2 separate regions of the Mus musculus genome follow, and region 1 is linked to region 2. The links are chromatin contacts, called in public HiChIP or PLAC-seq maps. All regions are on one chromosome and are shown on one strand. The core of a region is the stretch at or near the end of the contact, and the rest is flanking DNA. Distances in the headings are between cores, read along the strand shown.

The links. HiChIP or PLAC-seq counts read pairs in DNA pulled down with a chosen protein or histone mark.
Region 1: an HNF4G HiChIP or PLAC-seq map of pancreatic cancer cells shows a contact between it and region 2. The contact joins two enhancer-like sites. A contact is called at or near these places in 3 of 115 datasets of contacts at active chromatin or transcription factors (embryonic stem cells, heart atrium and pancreatic cancer cells).

The regions. Positions count from the first base shown.
Region 1 is chr3:102,526,986-102,533,086 of GRCm38.p6, forward strand. No RefSeq gene overlaps it. Among named protein-coding and RNA genes, the nearest start is that of Gm46818, 24 kb to the left of the region's middle. Within about 2 kb of position 2,401, at least 21 of the 459 cell types and tissues checked have an H3K27ac peak or open chromatin away from gene starts, as enhancers often do. A contact at or near this core is called in pancreatic cancer cells, where this site is marked.
Region 2 is chr3:102,335,848-102,341,961 of GRCm38.p6, forward strand. No RefSeq gene overlaps it. Among named protein-coding and RNA genes, the nearest start is that of Gm40110, 34 kb to the right of the region's middle. Within about 2 kb of position 2,289, at least 57 of the 459 cell types and tissues checked have an H3K27ac peak or open chromatin away from gene starts, as enhancers often do. A contact at or near this core is called in pancreatic cancer cells, where this site is marked.

The sequences.
Region 1 (6,101 bases), core at 1,151-3,650, 190 kb after region 2:
TGCTTTTGGGGCACTGGCCGAATTCTCAAGGGATACGGTGCTGGATCTGCTCTGACCCAGAAGGGTGTCTTGCTTTGCTTTGCCCTGTGCTGGAGATTCCCGAGGGAGATGCAGAATCAGAGATGATTGTCTAGCACAATAAACTCAAAATATATGACTAGCGGGGTCCTGGAGGACCCTATCCAGTTCAACAAAGAATGAATACCTGTCGGTGAGCTATGAGGTGCCATGACAGGTCTGGGGTAGAGAGAAGAGAAAGATGGGTCCCAGTCTCATAGAAAGCTGACTGGAGGATTCAAGACCTTTTTACAGTCAGGATATACTTACAGACCACATAGCCACAGGCCCACGGCACATGAAGACAGCCTCAGGCATCCCTGGTGTTCTGGTGTTGGCAGTAATCGACCCAGCCTCCCCCCCCCTCCCCCATGTCTTTCCTTGCTTGCTACTCACTTGCTCTCATTCTCAACATTATTGTGGACTAATTCCTCTAGCAAGCCTGACTAGGCCCTTGACCTTGCCTCTGGCTCTCTGAGATATACTATTCCAGATTTTATGCTCACCAGAAGCACCCAGAGGTCTAATATGGTAATTGGGGGCTGGGAGCTGAGCTTCTACATTCCAAACACCCCCAGGGATGCCAGTGCTGTTGCTCTATGGTCCATACTCTGAACAGCCAGGACTGGGACCATGCCTGGTCTCTCAGTGTGCTGGTCCTCAGCTCTCAGCTAAGAACTTTGATGAGGCTCATTTTCCTTGATTCTTAGAGTCTAAGTTAGAGTTAAGTAGCAGTCCTGGGGAATCTAATCTTAAATCTCCTGGCCCTGGTCCTCAGAGGTCAGCTCTTGTCCTGGAAATGGAGAAGTCGGAAGGGAGCCCATCTGACCAATTGCATACCAGGAAGAATATGGTAGTGAGAGTGATAAACAAGTTCCCCCAAAGTGGGAACTCCAACAAGGAGAACTGGAGATAGAGCAGGTTGTAGGGAACAGTATGGGACAGGTGAAAGAGAAACAGAACCGACCACATAGCACTAAGAATGATCCTACTTGGAGGGAAAAAAAAGACTTGGTCACAAAGAGATCATCACCATGGAGACAAAGAGCAGGCTCTCCATCTTTACATAATTCTGAACAGGTTTCTCTCTTCAGTTCATCTTCTTGATAACGGGGGATGAAAAGTCACCCTTTGAAGATGACTTTTGGACCATCCTACAGCTTCCCGGAGGGATTATTCGTACTCAACCCACAACAGTTTACAAAATTCCTGCTACAGACATCACTGATGGCTGTAGAAATGAAAAATGCCACAGTTCTATGTCTAAAACAAGTAGTTTCCAAGGCTCTGAAAAAGCCTGTCCTCTGCAGCCTCAAGCTGAAGAATTCCATAGCCAAACCATATCTAGAGTCACTTGAAACACACAGAAGTGGTGTGCCAGACCTCCTGATGGCCATATGTGGTGTTTCCACTTCAGGCTCTTGCCCTCAAAGGACAACATACAGTTTATTTACAGTCAGTCATATTTGAAGAATGCCATTTAAAAATAACCCTCGGTATTCCTTCTCTCTCTAGTTGGCTCCTTTCTGGTTTCATAATAGTCCCTGCTATAATCACAATCTTTCTTTGATCCATTACATAAAAAATATCACTATTTTGGGTAAAAAGATCATGGACACAATAAAAATGAGGCTTATGACTGCCCTAGGAAGAGATTTGCTGGGGAAAAAAATATTGCAAAGAATTCAAACCACCCAAAGTTTATCAGGCCAGATGGGGTGCGTTCTCTGTGTAAATAGTTTCTCTGAGCATTAGAATCAAAGCAAACCCTGCCTGTGTGTGCCAGGAGTCAGATACTGACGTCACTCTGAGAGTCTCCATAGTTTACATTCAGGTAAATGATTCCATGGACTATAAGCCTCAGGTAGTGAATATACATTTCTGTGAAAATACGTTATTTTAGAGATTGGAGTTTTTTTTTTCTTTTTTCTTTCTTTTTTTTTTTCTGCTGTTGTTTGAATTTTTACAAAGTGAGTCTATGCAGAGCAAGAGCCAGAAGACAAAAATGTGGGTAAAAGTCCCTCCCAGTCAGTGTTGATCATTTAGCCCAGAAGCCATGAAGTCAGCATATGAAAACCTCCAGCTAGGAGGGCTAGGCACTTGCCGCGAATCTTCTTCTTCTGGGCTTCCCTTCACGTGGGTCATTTTCCTAACTTGGCTCCTTGTGTTCCAGGAAGCCTTTCCCTCTATCTTCTGCTAGCCAAGACCGAGCCAAACAATGGCAGGCATGGCATTCATGGCAGAAAAGAGTCAAATAAGAACAGAAGGTGGTGTGCAAGAGGGCCCAACAGACATCAAAGGGCTGGGATGACTCCTGAAAACAGAAAGCAAAACTCCATTCAGGAGAGATTTAGTCTACATCCACTTTAATCGTGGCTTTATTGGGTTGTGGTTTATATTGGGTGAGTCACAAAAGTGTTTTTTTTTTTTCTTTTTCTTTTTCTTTTTCTTTTTCTTTTTCTTTTTCTTTTTCTTTTTCTTTTTCTTTTTCTTTTTTTTTTTTTAAGTGGAAGAAGCTTTTCAGTTATTTTATCCATTGTGTGAAGCTTAGTCCTACTTAACAGTAACCGAGACGTGATTAAAATGGAATAACTGGCCCCTGATGAAATGAGAGAGTTAAAAACAACAACAAAAATACGACCTGCCATGTATAAGAACCATGAGATGAAGCTGAGCACTGCTTTCTTTTCTCAAAGACACTGTGGACAGTTCACTCTGCACCAGGACAAGTGCTGCCAGGTTCTGGGGATACACTGAATTCCACCGTCTTCAACACACCCAAGAAGCCACATGCTGGCTTCTACTCCACCTCATTTACTGGAAAATCACCTTCTCCTCCTCCAGCACACTGCGCATGCTGCCTTTTTGGATGGATGTGTATTTTAGTGATGGAGAGACCAGTGAGGCAGAGAGATCACAGCCATAGAGTGGAGAAGCAGAAGTCCAGAAGACCAGCCAGCCTCTACCACTTCGTTGTCTAAGGTTTGTTTCTTCATGTGTCTTATGGGAGCATCCTCTGAGGGATGGTTTAAGTGTCAGTTCTGTAAAGCATTTGTCCTAGTGCTATTTTTCAACATTAACTCTCACTTATATGGACAGAGAAGAGACTCTACAGTTTCATTCTGTTGCAGTTAAGAAAAAGAAATCTCCAAAATTTTGCCCCAGGGAGGAGAGGCAAAGGGGATAAAAGAATCTGAAGTCCTAGTAAAGGGACCGTTTCTGGTCCACTGTTGAATGGTGAATATCAAGTGAGTTTCTGCTCATTTTGAACTAAAGATCCTCCCTAACCTCCCCACCATTCATTCAGTTGCTGCCGCAAGAGTACTCTCTGGGCAATGCACAGGGCGACTCACACTCTTGTCCATATAACACGTCTTTGAAAATAGCTATGTGTCTCCCATCGAAGTCTTTATTTCCCAGACTAAACATCACTAGGTCCACCAGTTTCCTGTACAATGACTTCCAACTCCATTGCTCTCCTAGGGTTCCAACCCTCTCTGGACACACTCTAATTTATCCCCTTACAATGTGGTAAATGTGGTGCCCAGGAGGAAACACAATACTCTAGCTGCAGACTGACCAACCCTAAGTATAACTGGACTACTAACTCTTTTGAAGCACATAGCATACATATTTCTGTCAATACAGACTGATATTACACAGGCTTTCTCCATTGCCACATCACACTAGATTTCTACTTTGAGTTCACGGTACATTATCATGCCCTTGATTTTGTTTTTGGCTCTTATGATTATAACAGGACTCTTCCATCTTGCATTTTTTCCATGCTTTCTTGGCCTACAAAGTCATCTGGCTTACTAAATGGTAAGATATAAGGTCTATGCGGCCAGGAATTCTATCTGACTCAGTGTAATATTCCAGGGCCTAGCACAGTGCCTCATCTGCTGACCCAACATGTCAGCTGTATTCTCAGCTGGGTGCCTCCCCCACTGTGATGCAAGCTTTAAGAATGAAGACACCATTCCTCTGTTGAGGGGCATCTGGGTTCTTTCCAGCTTCTGGCTATTATAAATAAGGCTGCTATGAACATAGTGGAGCATGTGTCCTTCTTACCAGTTGGGGCATCTTCTGGATATATGCCCAGGAGAGGTATTGCTGGATCCTCCAGTAGTACTATGTCCAATTTTCTGAGGAACCGCCAGACTGATTTCCAGAGTGGTGTACAAGCCTGCAATCCCACCAACAATGGAGGAGTGTTCCTCTTTCTCCACATCCACGCCAGCATCTGCTGTCACCTGAATTTTTGATCTTAGCCATTCTGACTGGTGTGAGGTGGAATCTCAGGGTTGTTTTGATTTGCATTTCCCTGATGATTAAGGATGTTGAACATTTTTTCAGGTGCTTCTCTGCCATTCGGTATTCCTCAGGTGAGAATTCTTTGTTCAGTTCTGAGCCCCATTTTTTAATGGGGTTGTTCGATTTTCTGAAGTCCACCTTCTTGAGTTCTTTATATATGTTGGATATTAGTCCCCTATCTGATTTAAGATAGGTAAAGATCCTTTCCCAATCTGTTGGTGGTCTTTTTGTCTTATTGATGGTGTCTTTTGCCTTGCAGAAACTTTGGAGTTTCATTAGGTCCCATTTGTCAATTCTCGATCTTACAGCACATGCCATTGCTGTTCTGTTCAGGAATTTTTCCCCTGTGCCCATATCTTCAAGATTTTTCCCCACTTTCTCCTCTATAAGTTTCAGTGTCTCTGGTTTTATGTGAAGTTCCTTGATCCACTTAGATTTGACCTTAGTACAAGGAGATAAGTATGGATCGATTCGCATACTCAGCTATTAAAAAGAATGAATTTATGAAATTCCTAGCCAAGTGGATGGACCTGGAGGGCATCATCCTGAGTGAGGTAACACATTCACAAAGGAACTCACACAATATGTACTCACTGATAAGTGGATATTAGCCCCAAACCTAGGATTCCCAAGATATAAGGTACAATTTGCTAAACACATGAAACTCAAGAAGAATGAAGACTGAAGTGTGGATACTATGCCCCTCCTTAGAATTGGGAACAAAACACCCATGGAAGGAGTTACAGAGAGAAAGTTTGGAGCTGAGATGAAAGGATGGACCATGTAGAGACTGCCATATCCAGGGATCCACCCCATAATCAGCATCCAAACCCTGACACCATTGCATACACTAGCAAGATTTTATCGAAAGGACCCAGATGTAGCTATCTCTTGTGAGACTATGCCGGGGCCTGGCAAACACAGAAGTGGATGCTCACAGCCAGCTAATGGATGGATCACAGGGCTCCCATTGGAGGAGCTAGAGAAAGAACCCAAGGAGCTAAAGGGATCTGCAACCCTATAGGTGGAACAACATTATGAACTAACCAGTACCCCGGAGCTCTTGACTCTAGCTGCATATGTATCAAAAGATGGCCTAGTCGGCCATCACTGGAAAGAGAGGCCCATTGGAAACGCAAACTTTGTATGCCCCAGTACAGGGGAACGCCAGGGCCAAAAAGGGGGAGTGGGTGGGTAGGGGAGTGGGGGGTGGGTGGGTATGGGGGACTTTTGGTATAGCATTGGAAATGTAAATGAGCTAAATACCTAATAAAAAATGGAAAAAAAAAATAAAAAATTCTTAAAAAAAAAAAAAAGAATGAAGACACCAAGGAAGTGCTGAACAAATGGTCCATTTGTAATCCAAAGTATAATATTAGCTACCAAACCAAAACTGATTGTTTTTCTCAACTTTGGGAGGACGAATCCAGGCAGAATAAGGCTGACCTTAGAAGCTAATAGAAGAAGCACCAATGTATGTTACCTTGGCCCAAGACAGTTACTGTACATTCATTTTGACTGTACACCACATCTCTTACTCTTTTGGCTGTCCTGCCACTATCTAAATCAGAGATTCCTCTCACAGACGTCTGGACCTTGTGTTCGCTGAAGTTGTGCTTCGGAGCTTTTGATCATTCTTTTGTTTGTTACAGCCAAGGGCTGTGTAGGAGTTGAGGATACATTTGAAAAAATCAAATAGGGAACTCACAATCTTGTGATGGATAAAA
Region 2 (6,114 bases), core at 1,039-3,538:
CCCACAGGAGCCGGGTTCTTAGAAGTTCCCAAATGATGCCATAGTTTGCACACATTGTTTCACTAACCATAGGAAGTGGGCTGTGTTTCTATCTATGTTGTAGTAATGGTAAACTGAGACCTAGAGAAGTTAAGCAACTTGTCTATGCTTCTCGGGCTAGCTTCTGCTTGTTGTGCAAAACTCAAACCCAACCAATTCAACCATGGAAACCTGTGCTTACCTACTCTGCCGTGATGCTTTCCTAGTGGGGGTAACTGAGCACCCATCCCCCCTCCAATAATCAGTATGAGCTTCTTAGGGCAAGAAGCAAAAGTCATAGCTTCTGAGCTGACAAATACAATGTATTTCTTGGCTGTGAGACATTGGGAAAGTCAATTTACTTCTCTGAAAAGGAGCATAGCCCTGATACTGGATGTGAAGGCTGGATGATACTGCAGATGTGAAGGCTTAGACTATTAGGAGTTAGAAACCCCTGCACCCCCCTGCTACCCCTTCTCTATACAAGCTCACTTCTGAAAGTGTGGATTTCTGAAGGGAGACTGAAGAGACTGGAGCCTCAGAATACAGCAGGAGGCCCCAGTGAAACCTTCTGTTCCACTGAGGTTCTCTCTGCACCCACCAACATCCCGAAGCTGAGCCCTTCTCTTTTATAACCAGCACACATAACACAGTTGTGTTTCTGCCCTACCCCAATTTGTTATCATGGATTAAAAGGCAGGATTGGACGTGATAAATCTAATCCAAGTGACTAAGTGAAGAGGGTGGAACCATACCAGGTTCCTGGATGCAGAAACCGAGCCATTAGTCAGCATTCCATAGATGATTATCAAGTAGGAGGTGCACTATAGACCTGGGTGAAGATGTGTATCTTCTTTGGACATTGTTAACTAAAGCCACAGGCATGAATGAAATTAGCCAGGGAGAAAGTAACCAGCAAGAAGGCCATACACCATGGGATGGGGACAGAATTGAGTTGCTATAACAATGACGTCATCGTGTCATACCGTGTGCCATATGCCATGTGCTCACATGACTACTCAGCACTGTAGGTGACTTGCAGTGTCCTGGAGAGTGGCTTCACAACCTATCTCTCGTTATAGCAACTTAATTCTGTCCCCATCCCATGGAACCTGTATGTGAGGGGGTTCAGTATAGAAACTGCTGACATGACCAGTCCATGATACGGGTAAAGTTTTTATTGTGGATATAAGAGAAAAAAAAACAAAAAACAAAAACAGAGGCATCTGGAAGATTCCAGAGCATAAAGAAAGAAGCAGACTGGATATGGCCAGGGATAGGAAACTATAAGAATGGAAGACAATAGAGAAGATGGGGAGATGAAAAGAGAGCGAGAGAATGGGGGGGGAGACAGAGGCAGACAGACAGACAGACAGACTGACTGACTGACTGACTGATAGAGAGGAAGGGAGGGAGGGAGGGAGAAAGAGCGAGAGAGAGAGAGAGAGAGAGAGAGAGAGAGGTGGGAAGAAGGGAGGGAGGGAGGGAGAGCAAGAGAATAGTAAGAAAAAGAGAATAAGTGTAGAGAAGAAAGGTTTCTAAGGAAGGTGCGCAGCTGCAGTCAGGGAGAGGCAAGGAGACCGGTGCAGTGGCTAGCTTTTATGTAACAGTAAATCCTCTCATAGTCCAGATAGAGCTGGGCCTATACTCAAGTTTGGACAAGTCGCTGTAGAGCATCCTAGTTTCTGTTACAAGTTGACTGTTGTGAGGCTTCCTGGTATGTGTGTGTGTGGTTTTGTGTGTGTATATGAGTTTGCGCGTGTGTGCACGCGTGCGCACACACACACACACACACACACACACACACACACACACAAAAGAATGGATTTCCTAAGCTATCCTCAGTGATAATGAGGATAATTTTCTTACTCCTGTAGTGCCTGACTGAACAGTGCAAAGAGGGCTGAATGGGCAGTGACTCCAGACAGCTGTGTCAGGAGGTGAATGGAAGTGTGGGTGTGAGTGCACGGGGGGGGGGGGGTGTCAGGGAGTGGCTGCTGTTGTTGTGTGTGCACTGGAGTGGGCTCCATGCACACAGGGCTCATGAACGTCCCCCCAGGATCCTCTCTGCCCCCTCACTCTGTAAGGCTTTTGATCACCAGCCACAGCTAGATTTCAACTGCAATAACCCTTGGCATGAGTAAGCTAGAGCCTCTCACCCAAATCTAAGCCACTTTCATTTCTGTTCTCTGATCTCATCTGTCTCGGGTGCCTGGTGTGTCATTAACACGTGCAGCATGAGCTGTCACGGCACTCACCTCCGTAAGTGTGAGAACTTGGAGAAACGTGAATGAGAGGTATAGAGTAATAAAGGCCCGTTCTGGGCCAAGTGCTGGGGCTAGGCCCTGAGTGTGTGCCAATGAGTCACCCCCTCCCTGCCCTGCATGCTTAACTGTCCAACTCGGGAGCAGGAGCTGCCGATGACGAATGGTGACTTGGAGGAGAAGGTAGAATTCCTCCAGGTGCAGCAGGAAAAGCAGGCCCCTGGAGGCCCCGGGAGAGCATGGGGTGGGCGGGCGTGATAAAAGGTGCTGAGTTTCTTGGTGGGTGGCAGGGAACTGACAGCCACCTGTCCACCTACAGTGCTGTTCACTTTGGCTAAGAAATCCATCACACCAGAATCACTTAGAGAAATGTTAGAAAATCAGACTCTAGAGAGGTTGAGACCACAGCCGAAGGCTTCCCTCAGCCTCCCTCAGACAGTGTCTGAAGTGAGGCAACAGAATTCACTGTAGGGCTGAGAAATGCCTGGACTATACAAAATGGGCTCACAGGCATCATGTTGTTCCCTAACTATGTTAGCAAGAGCCAGATGGGATGTGTGCTCACCCATAGGTGCTGGAGCTATGGCTTCGAGACTCCTGTCTCAGCAAGGATAGGCACAGCGAGAATTAGAAGAGGCCTTGTTCTCCATAAGCCTGTGAGGAGGAGGGCACCAGGTGAGCACTTGGCACTCTGTTGTCACCGTGGTAGCCAGAGCTAGCACGGGGCTATTTGAAAAGAACATTTCAGACAGGCAAGAGGCCCTGGTGGAAGTAAGAATACCTCAGTCCCACTTGGGAGGGAGAAGAAAGCAATCATGGGGGCAGAGGGAGGAAGAAACCCAGGTAGAAGAGAGGACAGGGAGGGGAAGAGGGGAACATGGTCAGGTATGGGGGGGGGGACAGAACTGAAGTCCTGAGGGCCAGCAGAAAGAATGGAAACAGGCGACCTTGGGAGGTAGGAGGTGGGGGGACCCTCTAGAATGTACCAGAGACCTGGGAGGTGAGAGACTCTCAGGACTCAAAGGGAGGGACCTGAGATGAAATACCCTACAGTGGGGAGAGGGAACTTGTGGAGCCCACCTCCAGTGGAAGGATAGGGTATCAAATGGAGGGATGGGGTTGCTATCCCACAGTCAGAACTCTGACCCAGAATTGTTCCTGTCTGAAAGAACTGCAGGGATGGAGATGGAGAAGAGTTTGAGGGAAAAGAGGTCCAGTGACCAGCCCAACTTGGAATCCAGCTCAAGGGGAGGCTCCAAGACCTAACACTATACTGGTGCTATGGTTTGCTTACAGACAGGAGCCTAGCATGACTGTCCCTTGAGAGGCCCAACAAGCAGCTGAAAGACTTAGATGCACCCAACCATGGACAGAAGCCAGTGACCCCTGTGGTTGAGTTAGGGAAAGGCTGGAAGAAACTGAGGAGGAGGGCGACCCCATAGGAAGACCAGCAATCTCAACTAACCTGGACCCCTGAGATCTGTCAGATACTGAACCACCCACCAGGCAGCATACACCAGCTGACATGAGGCTCCCAACACATCCACAGCAGAAGACTGTCTGATCTGGCCTCAGTGAGAGAAGATGCACCTAACCCTTGAGAGACTTGAGGCTCCAGGGAGTGGGAAGGTCTGGGTAAGGGTGGGGACATCCCCTTGGAAGGGGGTGGGGAGGTATGGGATGAGGAACAGTCAGAGGGCAGAGCAGGCGGGGGATAACAACTGGACTGTAAAAAAAAGATTAAAGAAAGAAAGAGAGAGAGAGAGAGAGAGAGAGAGAGGAAGGAAGGAAGGAAGGAAGGAAGGAAGAAGAAAGAAGGAAGGAAGGAAGGAAAGAAAGAAAGAAAGAAAGAAAGAAAGAAAGAAAGAAAGAAAGAAAGAAAGAAAGAAAGAAAGAAAGGCTCTAGTGGGTAAAGACGCTGCCAAGGCTTATGTCATGGGTTCGAGCCCTGGAAGCCACACTGGAAGGAGAGATTCGAGTTCTGAAAGTTGTCCTCTGACCTACACACACACACACACACACACACACACACACACACACACACACACACACCACAACCACCACTACCACCACCCACAGTAAATACATTTTTTTAAACGAAGAAAAGAACAGCCCTTTTGTTCCAGGAATGCCCACAGAGTAATGATTGGAATAAAACACAAACTATTCTTAGAGGCACTCCTCAGAAAGTTGACACGGAGTCTTCTGTATATGCTAGGAAAGATGGGACAGATGCCAGCCCTAGTGACAAAGCTTGGGGTTTGGGTCAGATACCTGGACAGTCAGGCCCTCTGATTAGTCACTTTGGTGGGGTAGAGAAAGGAAACTGACTAGAAAATTGTGTGCCCACGGTGACACTGCTGGCTCATGGAAAGACTCCCTTACCGCTTCTCAGTCATTTTGCAAACATGTGTGGGGTACCTGTTATGTCTTAGCACCACGTCTAGACACTGGCTACCACAGTGACAAAGCAGAAAAGTGTGTACAGCTGGGGGCCTTCTCACTCCATGGGGTCAAATTAGAGCATCAACAAACATCATTCACCATTTGCAGAATGCCTTCAGATTTCTACCCCCAAATCTAGTCAAACCAACAGCCTGTTTCCAATGAAAACCTATAGCACAATCCTAAAGTCTGCAGTTCACAGGGGGCAATGTACAACTGTACCCCTAAATGTTCCGGGCTTTCTCAACAGGGCTCTGAAACCACGAGGGCAAGCTGGAGCCATCTGGACACACTTAAAACAATGGAGGTGAGAGAGGTGGTCCAGGGGCAGCCTGGGAGGCCCTGGGGAATTGCCTGGGCAGCCCTGTAAACAAATGCGAGTGGCTGCTGAGATGGTTTGGCTGGAGAAACATTGAGGTTCAAAGCTTTGAAGAGAGTCTGCGGGGCAATCTAACAAATGACTTTGATTTAATTATGTACCGCAGATTTTCTAACTGGCTTTGGAAGGAGACAGCACTTCTGAGATCCAAGTCTGGCAGGAATTTGCCATAGGTGATTTTTCAGGGTATTTTACAGAATGACATATTTGAGAGGCTCAGGAAATAAACAAACCCTTTGAAATCTGTGTGTGTGTGTGTGTGTGTGTGTGTGTGTGTGTGTGTGTGCAACTTAATTTTCTAATTTCAAAATAGCAATGCTTATGCCCAATCAAAATATGTCTCAGATTTGAACTGATAGCCTTTTTGAGTGCCGTTTTTTAGGAAAATATACACCCAGGCGTGATGTGAAGTGTTTTATGGAAACCACAGGGGCTTCTGGGGAACGGATTTAGTTTGATTCTAGGCATCTGTCTAAAGGACAGGGCTGTGTGGAATACAGTTTCATGTCTTGAGAATAGTCCTACTGTTATCCAAGTCTTCAATACAAGTTTGTCTTCAGGAAGATTTCTTGGGGACTTACTGTGTGTGCAACAATGATCTGAGTGCAGGGTAAATAATAGAAGGGATTTAGAGCGTTGGCTTCAGCCCCGTAGCATGTAGATTCCCAAGGAAAACATTTTTAGTGATGCTCAGGGGATAAGAAGAGCTTCCAAGACACAGAGAGCTTCAAGAAGGCTTCTGGAAGAGAGTCCTGGGAACTGGACCTAGAATGTCCAGTTATCAGTAGGACAGGAGTTCTCAATTACACTAGCTTGTTCAGGTTTCTGAGCTTTACCACACACATTGGAGGCTGCTCCTAACTTGCCATGGGGAACAACTACTGCAACTCTTATTGGACACTTTCCTGTAACGCTGTTAATGCATGGGCTGGAGAGACAGCTCAGTGGGTGAAGTGCTTGCCACAGAGAAATGTGAGGTATTGGGTTTGAATCCCAGAACTCATGTAA